2 separate regions of the Gasterosteus aculeatus genome follow, and region 2 is linked to region 1. Evidence: chromatin contacts called from public Hi-C data. All regions are on one chromosome and are shown on one strand. The core of a region is the stretch at or near the end of the contact, and the rest is flanking DNA. Distances in the headings are between cores, read along the strand shown.

Region 1 (7,281 bases), core at 1,416-3,915:
TACATTCTTAGATCCATCTTAGATTAGGATTTCAAGATGACATAAGCTTAGGTGGTCTTGACCGGTGCAGAAAATGATGTTTTGGCAAATTAGCCTCTTATCTCCAGAGCAGATTAACAGTTAGCAAACCGTGGGGGCATTTTTTTTTAAATTTCAGAATGAAATCCAAACATTAATTGATACAACTTTTTAAAGCTTTTCGGCTGTGACCAAGTTTAACATGTAAACAGTAGTATAGAAATATGATGCCTACAGGTAAACTGCTCAATACATTCGATAAAGCTCCTGTTCTCCACTTAGATAACTCCTGTACGAGGTTAGAGAACCTGCGCTTTACCCTGAGCTTAACATAAACCCAAACATCACCGGGCAGTTGTCCCATTTCCACAACACGCAGCAGGTCACAGCGCCAGGAGCGCTCTGCTGCCGGCGCCTCAGCAGTTATTTAATGCAGCGTTGGACATTAATCCCGCATCAAACAATTAGTACAACCGGAGGGGTCAGAGATCAGCCGGGGGTTATTGATGTGTGAATTAAACCGCAGGTCAGCAGGAAGCCATGTTTTCATACTGGCCCGGACATGAACAATGAGAGCACAACAAATGAGACACAACGGCACTGGCCCCATAGTGACAGGCCAGCAGTTAGTTAGGCTTTAATTCACGGCTGTGCCTTTATTCTGCCCTTTATCAGCGGAAGCTGTCAAATCAGATCGGATTTCTTTGCATTTACAAGGAACTACTGTCAGGGAGTGTGTGACAGAGTAAGCCAGATGGCTACCTATATGTTTTCGGTGTACCAGAGGCACTTTCCAAACCTTAAAACGTAATTAATTAGCCTACACTTAAATCATTCGGGCGTCACATTTCAACGTGGTCCGAGCACATGTGAAAGCGCTGGGAAAGCCGCTTTGATAATATCGTAATTGACCAAAAATCACATTAGCAACACGTGGGCAGTTAGCCGGAGAGTTCCCCAATTTGAGAGCCGGCCTTTGGTGTCCAACATCTGCTCCGTTCCTGACCCTGGAGACATTTAGCTCTAACAGGCTTAATTAGACCGCTCCAAACAGTTTCTTTTTCTTTTGATCGCAGCAGCACAACTCCTCGGCCTCACAGTCGCTATTAATGTGCGCTCTTCTCCGCCGGTGTAGTTGTTTGCATTTCAGCGTCGTTGCTCACTTCACTTTGGAGAAGACTCTGGAGGCACCGGGAACAGCGCCGCCGCGAGACTGCTTCATTAAGCCACGCAGGCCTCTAGTACGCAACTATTGGGTATTTCACCTCCTCGCAAAGCCCTGATTTGTCCACTTCGGCTGTTTTGAGCCAATCTGTAATTGGCTGCAGGCTTCACCTCCCATCATCCTTTGCCCTGGACTGATTTCCCCCCAGGGACAGGGCCATCAGGAGCCTAGTGATTAATGGCACCAGGGGTCAGAGGTTGCTCTGGTGGGAAGTGCCGTGGCTGAGGGCCCCCGAACCACTCCCTAGTCCTTCCTCCGACTTCCACAGCGAACACAAGAGCCACACGGCTCGTCTTCAAACGGCTAGACTTCAAATGATAAGAGATACAGATAGAGAGGAGAAAGAAAGGGTCCAACAAAAGCAGATCTCTCGGGGATAAAACGGTGGGACCGGGTTTCATATTGATGCATGTTTTGATAATCCGTGCAGATAATCAATATCTTTTTACATGCTTAATTTCATGGCCGTGATGATTTCCCAGCAGAGAAACCATTTACATCATGCTGAAACACATCTTGCCATGGACACAACACAATGATAATAAAACACGTTCACGCAAACTCAATTATATATAAAATATGATGTAATCCTGTAAAAAGCCTTTTAGCCATCCTTAAGGGGCTGAAAAACATTGATCAGACCATACGCAATTTGTAATAATTACTGGCAGTGGCCCCATGCGCTCAGCAAAGGCAACAGACGGAGACAGCCTGTCCATCTGAATCAAACAGTCACATTTCCCACCTCACATCTCGCTTTCCATCTAAATAGAGAAAGAAAAAAAGAAAAGTAACAGGGTCATTTTATCTGACCCCTGACCTATTTTTAGTAGGAAACAGCTGTTCACATTAAAGGGGCTTCTATAATAAATCAATTGGGTGGCACCAGTTGTGGTAAATTGCATATCGCTGACTTCACATGATGGGCATTTTCTAAATTAAGTGACAGAGCGACAACCAACCAGCAGACAACACAGGAAATGCATTTTTCCTGAATGAGCACCGACTGGCGTGCGGTTTCACCAGCAGCTTCTGATGATCTGACAGGAAAGGGATCGGCACAGAAGGGGACTCCGTATCGCCTCAGGGTCTTTGGTTCATCCCGCCATTTATTCAGTTGGATCATTCTACTTTTTATTTTCCTTTTTTTTTCATGGATGTGTATGTTAAGAGCGCATAGGATGGGAAAACCATGATGGAGCAGGGTGGGAAAAAAAGAATAAAGAGACAGAGAGAGACTACAGAGACACTAAAAAAAAAAAACATTTTTGGAGCTTTCAGGAGAAGGGAGGATGGAGGAAGGAAGGGAGGGGGGGGGGTGTAGTAACTTGCCAGCTGGAGAAAGACTGGATTACTGCTGTAAGGAAGGTGTCAGCCAACACAAACAGCCCGTGGCAGCGCCTGAGTCCTTTCAGAGCACCAACACCCCAGCCACCCACACCTTCCTCCTTCCTCCACCACATCCCCACACACACACACACACACACACACACACACACCAGATAACACCCGACCAGGGATCTCACTCTCGGCGCTTCACCTCCTCGGCTCAGTTGACGTACACTCACTTAACGTCCAACTGTTGGTCAGATACTAATGCTATAGCAGAAAGCGCGACAAGGACATGTCTGAAAAAGGGTGACGATAAAGTATTACTATGGCTGGTGGTTGAAAGCCGCCTTTGAGTGCTGCGATTCCTGCTTTATTTACAGACGCCTCCAAATTATAAATCCCTTCAGTTACAGAACAGACCAAACCCGTTGTGGGGGGAAAGAGACACTGACAGGTGAGACAAATACCTGGTCTGCACATGCTGCGTTTACACTACGCCGGGCTGTTTAGTTTACACGGCCGTGCGTTGGGGGGGCAGCATATTGTCAGGGAACCTGCTCTGCCGGGGCATGTTTGTTTTATTTTTAATGCACGGCCAGGGACATAAATGGTAAAAAAGCCGAGTGTATGGAACTGGCTATCTTTAGTCCAGGCAGAGCTTGGCACTCGCTTGGCGGACCAATTCATATCAAGTGTTGAGCTATGCACCCTTCACATTCGGGGAAGTTAAATGCAACGTTACCCTATAGATACACCGCTATTCTAAGCGTGACGCTAACGCCACAGCTGATAGAGACACAGACAGAGATAGAAGAGAGAGGGACGGTCGGCTGATGAAGTCTACAATACGGCACCGTCGGCTGCATAGGCTTCATTCATTTCAGTCATGTCAATTTAGTGCAATTCCTGTGATTTGACGGAAGCAGAAACAGACAATAGGGTGAGGAAGAGAAAAAATTGTATTAGCTTTTGCCAATACTACATAACTTCAAAGATAAGGAACACAAAGAGCCAAGAAAACCAAGTCTGTGCGAGTTTCCACCCGAAAAAAGACCCTCATCGATAAAGGCATCAAGTCACATGAATCCATCCCCAGACATTAAGACAATATTGCTCCATCGCTGCTGAACGAGTTACGCCACGGCGTGATGAAACTGTACCGACAAGAGTGCAAATAAAAAGGGGATTGTGGCGAGGACACAAAACAAATTACTGTGCAAGCTCCACGCAAATAAGAGCCAGAGCCGTCACCAGCCACGGCTCAAGAAAGCGTCACCAGTCGCTTTATAGATTAGACAGAATAAAGCAAACTTCGTCAGAGCTGATTTCACCCCCTCGTCTCTTCCACGGTCTCAATAAAAGGAACAAATTACAAAAAGGGTCAAATAAAAGCTAACCGTCGAGGAAGGAACGGTCACTATTTTTACTCCAGAAGCAGCCGGAGAAGCTTCTCAATAGAATTATTACAGCGAGCAGACAGACAAAAGAAGCCGTCTCATGTGCGCGGTCAACTGCTCGGGCATCTGGTGGCCGAACGACGTCGCAAAACCGCAGACGGTCCAGACAACAGCCAGAAGCTGTAAATGTCACCAGGGTGCAGCTCACAAATCGCCTACAAATCATGAGGCTGAATTACACAATCAGTGCCCCGCCCAGTCCAATTTGCCGATGGATCTTGGCACCGGCAAGCGGTACAGTTCATGTGGTGAATCAAGAGGTGTTAACTGGTTCGCCCTGTCTCTCGTTGTCCAGAGAGCCGTCTTTGAACCGACTTAGACTGATGAGTGAGTGAAGAAAAGAAAGAAACAAACAAGGGAAACGTGACACCTTCCCCGTGGGTCGGTCACCTGGTGAAATAGAAAGGGGCGAGGGTTGAAAAGGTTGGGTGGCTCGAAAAGTGAGACGGCCTCTCCGACCGTAACCCAAGTCCCCCAGAGACCCAGAGACCAACTGACTGGACCCCAAACCACGGCGGCCGAGCCAACGTAGAGACAGTCGGATGGGAGGCGACTCGTGTGCTGCGTGGACCTTGAAGGGAACTGGGTGCTCAATTCATGGTGGTTCACAGAAAAGGAAGAAATCGGATTTTAGAAGGAAGCAATTTGGGTTTTTCCGACATACATCAATACCAGTCAAAAGGTTTTTGTATATTCACAGAAGGCCTGGTCATTTTAATTCACAGGAATGTACAACAAATACTTTTAAAAAGATTGTTACATTAAATTATTTCATTTGAAAAAAAATCGTTTTAATATATAATGCAAGCCCAGGGTTTGTATGTTGTTTCATTAAAAGAAAAGTTATGGCTACAATTATATACATGTATAGATTCAGCCCCCATCTGTTTAATGTTTCCGTCTATGCATCCATTCCTTAGTGCCACCCGGCTGCCATGTTTGAAGGTAACCAACCCACTGTCTGGGAATGTTTGTCTTCCATTAACATCTAGTTGACCAGTGAAATTGTGCGAGGGGCTGATGAATTTGCAATGTACTAACCAGAGGCCAGCGCTTTGAGTGTGCTACTGCGATGCCAGAACTCTGTGAACTCACTCTATGATTAATGAATCACTTAACACAACCTCCGTTGCTTCGCACCAACGATTGATTTGACAATGCTTGGCCTTGTTTTTCTAATGTTTTCAGCGCTGTCGGCTATACGCCTCCACAGAGTGCAGAAACCACCTAAACCTGTTGCATAGCTCACACATTTAGTGTGTGGACAACGTTTCTCCGCCCCATCTGTGTATATTTTGGGATTTGGTGTAAGATCTGAGTACTGATTCTTTCAAAACGGTCTTAACTCCGTTGGAAATGTGCTGAAATTGTGTGTCAACTTAACAAAATGGTAAAATGCTACACAGATCATTTCAGTCAGCACTCAAAGTATTCATTCTGGGTATCCAGTTCTGCTTTGAGTGTTTAATGCATTCTTCATTATCTCACCCCTCCATCGGAAGAACAGGCTTCAAAAGACTCCAGCTGTAATGTGATTGCAATAGAAATATCGTCTGGATAAATCTAATTTGTGAGCGAGCTTGTTGATGGAAGGGGCGACCGCAGCAGATGACAGCGGGGACATTTAGAGAGAACGGTGGGGGAGGTGAACATCTTCGTCGACATGCGCAGCAGTTATAAACACTGATGATACAGGCCTGTATTGTGAGTTACAGTCCTGACAATACGAGTTGTTTTCTATCCACAGGTTGGACTACATTACAACACGCATGAACACACTAAGGTATAGGATCACCTCAGCGTGAACACAACGTGTGCATTATTAAACACTAAGTAGCAAAACCGGTTTGCTGTGCAAACACTCTTGATCCATCTGGTTTTCAAACCGCTTTACATATGGAGCACACTCGATGAAGAGAACATGCCCGAGTACATCGGCCCGTGAAAAAACGCTTAATCAGGTTGGTCAAGCGTAGATGAGAACCTCTGCTCTAGATTTACATCGGAGTGATAAAAAGTAACCCACAAGCTTGGCTTGTAAACACCCATCTCTGCTTTTTGCAGAAATGTAAAGAATGTATAAGTCACAGCAACATGACAAAGGTATGTTGTAGGCATAATGGAGGGAGGGGCCGTTGCCAACGACTGGGGATTCTTGAGACAAAGCTGCGGGAGGTTGGACTCGGTTGGCCTTTTTCCACTTGATTAGCTCGAAACTCGGGTAGAATTGATTCAGGCAGATGAGAGGCATATTTAGAATTCATTTTAAAAAAGGCCAATAAGGAGTATGGCTAAGTGGAACAATGACAGGGGAGAGAGGCTATGGGAGATACATTAATTAGAGCAGTGGCCTATTCTTTGGGGATAATGGGATCATCTGTGACAGCCGCCGCTGGTTTAAACGTCAAGCGGGTGACAGTGGTGTCGTCACTGGCAGGTGCAACACTGCGGGTGTCCCTCTCGCTTTCCAGCGAGCTTCATAACACAGCTAACTGCTTCGATCAATGGACACCCGGATTGACAGATAAAGCCATCAACTGACGAGTCCCTTTCGGGGCCAGCACCACTGATCAATACGGGAGACATCAGCTGCTATGAGCCGAGGAGAGCGAGAGCTGTGGTAACACAGGCGATTGGACAGGGGGGAGAGGATGGGTGAGGGGCGGGGGGGGGAAGCGGGGGGGGGGCACTCATCTTGGAAATTTCTACTTCCATCAATGCTCATTACTTTGGGCTCTTGGAATCCATGACGGTGAGTCATATAAATGATCAATGATTCAGCCGGGGCTCTTAATGCAGAGAGACTTCAAATAAGATCAATAGCAGCGACTATAAAAAAAACAAAAATACATTAAAAAAAGACAGCTTATTGCTCAATTTAAAAACAATTAATAGTTCTGAAGGTCTCACACATCTACAAACTTGCTAAACGTTTTTTGAGGAGTTACACACCAATCAGGAAAAGGAAGGTGAAATGCTTCACGTGCGGTTGCAGAGGAGGAAAGCTCATCTCCGCACTCATCCAGCACAAACCTCCACATATCAGTGTGCCCCAAACAACGAACCACATCACCGAGAATGTCACTGACAAAGAGGCAAGTGCACCTCTCATGACCGTTTCTCCCCTCAAATCGAGGGTCTTGTTTTCTATCAGGCCTCCTCTTGCAGGGTCAGGTCTCCCTGACTGCAGCACTGGAAGTGAGCTCAGGGCTGTTTTGCTGGTGTTGGGCTCCTCTGGGGGCTGTAATG
Region 2 (7,281 bases), core at 1,422-3,921, 33 kb after region 1:
ATGCGAGGAGATTTGTATTGTCTCGCGAATAAACTGCTGAGGAGGATCGTTGCAGCGTTAAGATGAGCAGTCGCTCACAGCAGGGGGCCGTATCCCTTTAAGGGCCACAATGAAACGCGTTTTTAAAATACGCCTGGGATTGGGAGAAGACGCATCCCAATTTATACGACAAGAAGCTCGCTCTGGTTTAATAACTGGGCAAAGGCCCGATTAGGAACTGAAGTAGAAAGGAGGAAATGGGGCGGCCTGGGGAACAAAAAAAAGGGGGGGGGCACTAACCTGTCTGAAGTGATCATCGAAGCCCCAGTCGGCCTGTCCATTTGGAGAGGTAGCAGATTGAGGCCCCGCTGGAGACAGGCCCTCGTCGGGTTCCTGCTTCACTCTGATGGGTGGGGACGCAGCCCTCTGGGGCGCCGACGCGGCGTAACTGCCAAACGGCCGGGCCGGGATGCGGGACGCGGTCTGCTGCAGCGCCAGGGTCTGCTTGCGGAGGAACTCCAGGCCGCTGGCACTTCCCTCGTCCTCGTCGCTGCCCTCGTCGCCCTCCATCATCTCGTTGTCGTCGTCCTCGTCCCCAGAATCCCGGCCTCGGTCCTCGTCGTCCTCCCTTTCGGAGTCCACACTGCTCTGATTGGAGACCCTAGGAGGCAACCCGACGCCGGGGACCACCCCGGCCAGGCCCTTGCCCATGAAGCTGGCCCCGGACGCCCGGGCAGCCGCCAGGATGGCCTGCTGGGCGGCGACCTGCTGAGCATACATGATGTGGGCCTCTCGCAGCTTCCTCTCCTTGCGCTCCATTTCCAGTCGGGCCTGCTGCTGGCGCTGGAGCTGCTCCATCACCGCCTCCAGCTTCATCCCCCCCGTAGAGGCGCTCTGAGGAAAGGCCACGCCAGGCTCCTGAGACATGCTGGGCTGTGGGAGGAAGGGAAGGAGGCACGGATGACATGCTGAAATCTAATTAGCCCTTTATCTCATTACACAGGATGAAATGAAACACATGTAAGGCACATGCACCCCTACCCACCAACAAAAAAAACACAGTAATCACAGGTAGGAGCCGTTTTTGTAGAGAACCCAAAACAGGACGAATCCAACAGTTTAATTCCCGTCAGGTGCACTATGAGGAGGTTGCTCAATTGGATTATATTTGCTAATAGACAAGATCCTCCCGGTTGATCTTAAAGACCTGAGCATGTGAGGAAGTGGAAGCAGGAACATGCAGTAATGTCATTGGGTACATGACAAAGTAGCAAGGCCAGAAAAAAAGACTATCCGTCCGAAAGAAAACGTTTCAGTGAGTCCGCGCAGATCACAGCGACACGTTAACACCACAAAATTGAGTTATTCACCAGCGGAGTCAGTTTTGTTAGGACTTTTCTCAGGAGTAGTACGGATATTAATCACATCGAAGCCATAACATACACGTCCAAACGCCTTTAACAAACCAAGAGGTATAAAATTGCCCCAAACTGCTGAAAACGTTGTGACTCATGACCGAGGCTATAATTCACGCTAGCGGACGTTACCGAACCAGAGAGATGAGCGCAAACAGCTGGAGCTTTATTCCTAAGTGAAGAAGTTATAAACTGAACGTCTTAACAAAGACAAACAAACAACGACCGACCAGAAAGACAACGTTAAAACTTTTTTCCCTTTAAGGGAAAAAAGTTAACACCTTTTTCCGCGTTAGCTCCCGTTAGCTGCCACATGCTCGAGACGCGTAGATAACGTGCGTAACGTCACGTTTACGGGCTTTACTTTGCGTTACCGCAGCGACGAGCGACGGCGGAACGTTAGCGGCACTCGTTTCAACGAGGCTTCGCAGCGTTACAACGAGTGGAGAGAAGAAGAAGAGGGGAAAAGGGCGACGTACCTTAAGGTCGACTTAGCGTGAAAGTTGCCCTCTCCTCGCTTTAACGCGCTCTCGCTGCCGCACGAGCTCCCGTTAAGTGAGGCCGCCGCACCGCGTCTACCGGAGGCCGAACACGTCAGAGGAAAAAGGTGGAAAAACGGCGCCGGGCATTACCGCCACTCACCATATGTGCCTTACTGCCGCTCGAGTTGTCCACCATCCCTCCTACCGTCCTTCCTTCCTTCCTTCCGTGTCTTTTCTCGTCCTTTCCTCGCCCGTGGCACTCGCTTGTAAACACGCACACGCGCGCGGGGCAGAGAGGCTGTGCACGCGCCGTGGAAACCGACTGACCCGCCGGCGGAGAAGCGCTCTTCGAACTCTCTACCTGCGTGTTTCGGGTCTTTTTTCTTCTTCTTTTTTTTTCTCTCCCCCGCCCTCCCAGTGATTTTCTTCGTTAATGTGAAAGGGGACCGGCAGGAAAACGGCCCGATCTCATATCTCGGAGAGCGCGGAGGTAACTCCCTTCGGTGGTTTCTCTCTTCTCTTCCTCCCCTTCCATTGACACCCCCCGCGCGGCGCACAGCGGCGTTAGGCCCGCCCAGCGACGGCGACGCGCCTCACTGGCTTCACACCTCCGCGAGCCTCCGTCCGATCGATTCACCTGTAATCGATCGTACCTGCCTTCGTTTGACGATGCGGCGCTGCGCAGGCTGGATCAACAGATGTAGGTGTGCGTTACTTAAAAGGGACGTTAATAGCAGCGTATCTTAAACAGAAAATAAAGAAGCTTAAAGCAAAATTGTCAAATGGTAATGTCTGCATACTTAATAATATGATAGGGATTACAGTGCAATGTTTAAATAAAGCAATACAAAAACCCCTCATTGTATTAGTGAATTGCAGCATTTCACTGGGGGCGAAGCATGGCTTCATGCTGCCCCCTTGTGGCAACAATGACGACTATATTTACAATGGCCAAAGAATTTAAATGCTCTCCTGATACTCCTTAGACAGTTATTGCACATGGAAGTATCGATAATAATCTTTATTTTGAACCAATAAACAGTACAATCAAATAATTAAAAAAGTGTTTATCATCATAAAATAAAGTCATTGCATGTAGCACTCAATAGCATAACAACGTTGCATAACAAGCGGATTGTCCCAATAGTTGCATAGTACAGGTGAGTCAAGTGTACTTGCTACTAACCACTGGTGTCAAGTGCAATATTTGTGTACAGAGGAACATCGTGCAGAGCCAGGGTCGGGGTCAGGGGTCAATACAGCTCTTGCATTTAAAGCATTTTACCTCACGCTTGTTATCAAGTGACTCACACTTGGTGTAATAGCAGAATCCGCCTTTATTCCTAAATCCCCCACATTCGGACGACAGAGTCCGCAGAGGAGAAACGGATCATTCATGATGTGTGACAGCAAGCTTTTTCCTCGCAAAGTCTTCAACTAAATGTGTGAATTGTACAAATCAAGTGCTCCCACTTTTTTCCTACCAGAAAATGTCACTTTCCTCACGAACATAAAGAATCTCGTTGAAAACAGTGAGTGCTGTCACTTGCTAGGACATTTAACGCTCAGTTCAAAACATAAAATATGACCCAGACTGAAACGGAGTAACAACACATACATCTTTTGAAGTGGGAAAAGAAAAGGATTGCCATGTTCACCACATCCTCGTCTATTGTGTGGAAAACGGCAATCGACACGTCGCAACAACAAAAAAAGAAAATAATTCTAACACAAACGGATGTATGCAAATATGGGCAGCAAATAACAAGGGTATCCAAATGCGTTAATCCTTATGCAAATGTGGCTTACTGGTTTTGAGCAGTAACTAATAGACTAATAAATATATAAAGCCTTGTAACTCAAATCCAGCCTCCACAGACACACATTTGATGTGTTTGAGATGACGCAGGAAAAGTAATCAATTCAATGAGAAAGTGTCCAAACCTTTGACTGGTCCTGTAACTACACACATACGCCTTAAAAAGGACACAATCCCTTTGTCGGGGATCTGACATCATATAGTTCACTTTCAACCTTTTTTGTAAAAGCTTTTTTCTTGAACATGTTTCAGGGGTTAAACTCATTTTCTACAAGACAAAGATTGTACAACACATCGGTTAATCCGTCAAAAGGACATTAGCAGCTCATCTGCCAGCATGTTTTGGGTCCTACACGGCAGTGTAACATTTGGCGCTCTTGCAGACGGGGGATCGCTCGTGGGACTTTTTTCCTGGTATGTTGCCGTTTGCTCAACGACGGCCTGTAAAAAAAAGTAATAAAACTCTTTGTCTTCACAGACAGAGAGCAAATACTATGGGAGGAGCAGAGAATAACTGAGTCAGCCTTCTCTTCTACACTTTAGTTCAGGTTTTTCTAGATAGCTGAAAAAAATAAATGAATTGAATCTCAATCATCTGAGGACCTATTTACATTTAGTTATCTGCTTCTAATAAAAAAAAAAACACAGAATGGAGTTGTTCATTTTGTTAAACTAGGCGTTTTGAGGAGAGATACATGGAAGCGAAACAGGTAAACATCCAGTTAATGCAACAATAGGGAATGTTAATGATCACGTGAGGGTCCTTTATCTATAGTGTTAATAGCTGGAACATGAGACGGAAAAGACGAACCACCCACTAAGTCAACGAGGGCACATCCCATAATGTGCACGACCGCTCTATTTGGAGCGCGGGCACAGTAAGCATCTCAATAGGTTCAATAAAAAGGAAACTAGGTCCCGCTTTGGAGGTCACAGTGGATAAGGCTTGTTCTTGTGCGATCTCGCTGCATCGACGGGGGAGTTTGGCCTCAGAGCTGGAAGTCCTCGGGCAGCACAGCGGCGGAGGGGCCCGGTCAGAGACATGGCCTCAGGCACCGGTGACTGAAGTCAGGGGCGGGAACTGGTGTAAAGGATGGGCGCAGCGGCCCCCCCTGGGCATCACTGCGTGGAGCAGGACGGGCCCTCGGCGCAGCAGCACACGGAGGAGCCCATGGATTTGGGAGGGATCAGGTCCAGGTCCTCGTCGTCGGGGATCTCATCCAGGCGGTAGCCGTCCTGGAGAAGCTGCTTGCTTAAATCAGGATGGACCTGGAGAGCAAAGACACACACACACACACACACACACACACCCACCAGAGGAAGATGGTTGAACCTGGTGCACGTCTCATTAAGGGACTTCTTCTTACCCCGTGAACACCTGAGCCGGTTGATGTGACTCAAACAAAACACACGTTACGGCCTCTTTAAGATACGATATTCAAGAATGGGAGCTTCAAACTTCATTTCCCAGCAGTTATGTTGTGTACAAAGCCACAGAAGTTACCAATGATTACAGTAGCGCCAAGACGGAAAAGAGGCCGGTTCCGTTTTCAGAACAAACCGCCTCCTCACGCAAATCCCCAAATCTAAATGACAACACAGGGACTTGAAAGTAGCACAGCGTCTTAAATAAAAGTGACGCATCTCTTTCATCTCGGCAACTTCCCTCTTTGGCTAAATGCGAGGCTTTAGAAATGAAGACAAAGGGATTCTGTACTGAAACGGGACGTGCATGTACTGCGTCTCATTTCATTGGGCAGTCAGTGGATTATTTAAGTTATATAGCATGCACGGTCAACACATATGTCCCTCTCTGTTGTTGTAGCGTTGCCATGCCACTCTGAATAGAGCCATGTTTCCACCATTCCTAATTTGAAGGAATGTTTGCGATCATATGAACGACATGGCAAGGCATTCTTTTTATTTTTATGGTGTGGAAACCCTGACGAAATGATCTTTGAACGTATCTCGATGGCCCAAAAACAGATTCCTGCTCACCGACACAGCTGTAGTCACACAGCCGGTCACACTGTGGGGTGAACAAGATTTCCAAAGCATGCGGGCGAAGATCCCGAGGAGCAAACTCACCTCAGCTGAAGAGTATCCCGAGGAATACTGCTCAAAATCGATCTCTTCATCGCTGTAAGGACAAGCACGGTAGTATCTGTCATTCTGATGTTGACAACGGTGTGTGTGAACTGGAGATTTATGCTTGGAAAACTTTTGAACTGAAATTAGAACACGTCCAGATGACATGATTTTACAGATCTAGTATTTCAGTCCTTAGTTATCTGCATTTAGAAGGAATTCAACTATGCCGTCACCTGTATAGAAAGTCCTGCCACTTTTGGTGGACTAACCTCAGACTACTTTTTCACAGTCTACAACAGTCTTCCATGAGAGGAAAGTATTGCACAATGAATTAAACCAATATTTAAAAAATGTTTTTCATGTAAACAAAGCCATATTTTGTCTTAAAACGGTCTAAGTATGAGAGCGTGTAAAAAAACGTAATGAAAGTGTTTTAAAACTTGCCTTCTCTCTACTGACCATTAGGAGGCGACTCCTGTGGTTTCACCAACCAGTCAGATTGTATACAAGTGAAAGAGAAAATGACTTCTCACTTGATTTATTCCCTCAGTAAACATTGTTAATGTGAGTTTATTTCTCAATCTCTACTTTCAAGTCTCCTTCGATACAGCACGACATTCATTTCGTAAATTATGATCCTTTTAGAGTCAAACGTTAGACCATAAAGCGGCGTCTGCTTTAGAGGGCGTGGCTACCTTGTGATTGACAGTTCGGTGCCGTATACACGGTTTATAACTTCCCTTCATTGGCGGCGGGGAAAAACAACATCGGCGTCCGTGATGCAAGATCTCAAGGCTTTGAAATAGCCATCCACAAACCAGTGGGTGACATCACAATGAGTACGTCAACTTCTTGCGTAAAGTAAGATCAAAATGCGTAGAAAGACACATAAATATACATAAAGCTAGGCTAGCTAACTAGCTTGTCAACACAATACATTGTGCGGGTTCACAAAAAAAGGAAAGAAAGGGGAGGGACTCTGCCTCCATACCTGGTGCCACCGTACCTGTTTGAGTCCACGGCAACCAAAGCGTCCTCGGCGTGCTGACTCAAAGCTGCGTAGCCCTTGTTGTACTTCACCGTCCTAAAAGGAGAACCGGAAACTGTGAAATCCATGCCGCTAGCCCCTCATCCCGTCCCGTGCTCTTAGCTCACAGCGGCTTGCTCATTCCTCCTCGTACCTCTTGGCTCCCTGCCGGGGCTGATGCGTCACTGGAGGACCCGGCGAGAGGGCTTTCTTCTTTAGCGCTTTTCTCACCATCTCCCTGTGTTTCTCTGCATGGAAGGAAGAAACATTTTTGTTGTGCCAACTGGAGCTGACTGGATGAGACTCAAAGCTGAAAGTCACATACAAAGTTTATTGTGCTACCTTTAAAGTGTAACTTTAAAGAATAGTCTGAGTCGGAGTGTAGGAATTGAGGTTCACAAAACGTCCACACAAACACACATTCTCAGAAAGGTCTTTGAGAATAACTGAAATCACTGAGTTTCGGAT

Evidence for each region. Hi-C and Micro-C count contacts between places; a contact is called where the count stands out from the background.
Region 2: a Hi-C map of tail fin shows a contact between it and region 1, with 6 times the contacts expected there. The contact joins the promoter of LOC120832032 here to the enhancer-like site in region 1. A contact is called at or near these places in 6 of 6 Hi-C or Micro-C datasets (blood and trunk muscle, liver, skeletal muscle and 2 more).

The regions. Positions count from the first base shown.
Region 1 is chr12:5,841,971-5,849,251 of fGasAcu3.hap1.1, forward strand. The region is part of intron 4 of LOC120832032 (AT-rich interactive domain-containing protein 3B); the gene reads right to left. Among protein-coding and RNA genes, the nearest start is that of LOC120831979, 25 kb to the left of the region's middle. Within about 2 kb of position 2,666, at least 4 of the 9 cell types and tissues checked have open chromatin away from gene starts, as enhancers often do. A contact at or near this core is called in liver, where this site is marked.
Region 2 is chr12:5,875,119-5,882,399 of fGasAcu3.hap1.1, forward strand. LOC120832032 (AT-rich interactive domain-containing protein 3B) reads right to left here and starts at 2,672. Exons shown (of 9, transcript XM_040198058.2): 1 at 1,874-2,672; 2 at 280-912. The coding sequence starts at 906. It overlaps fam219b (family with sequence similarity 219 member B), which reads right to left. Exons shown (of 6, transcript XM_040198145.2): 3 at 6,968-7,061; 4 at 6,793-6,870; 5 at 5,784-5,835; 6 at 2,883-4,964. The coding sequence ends at 4,815.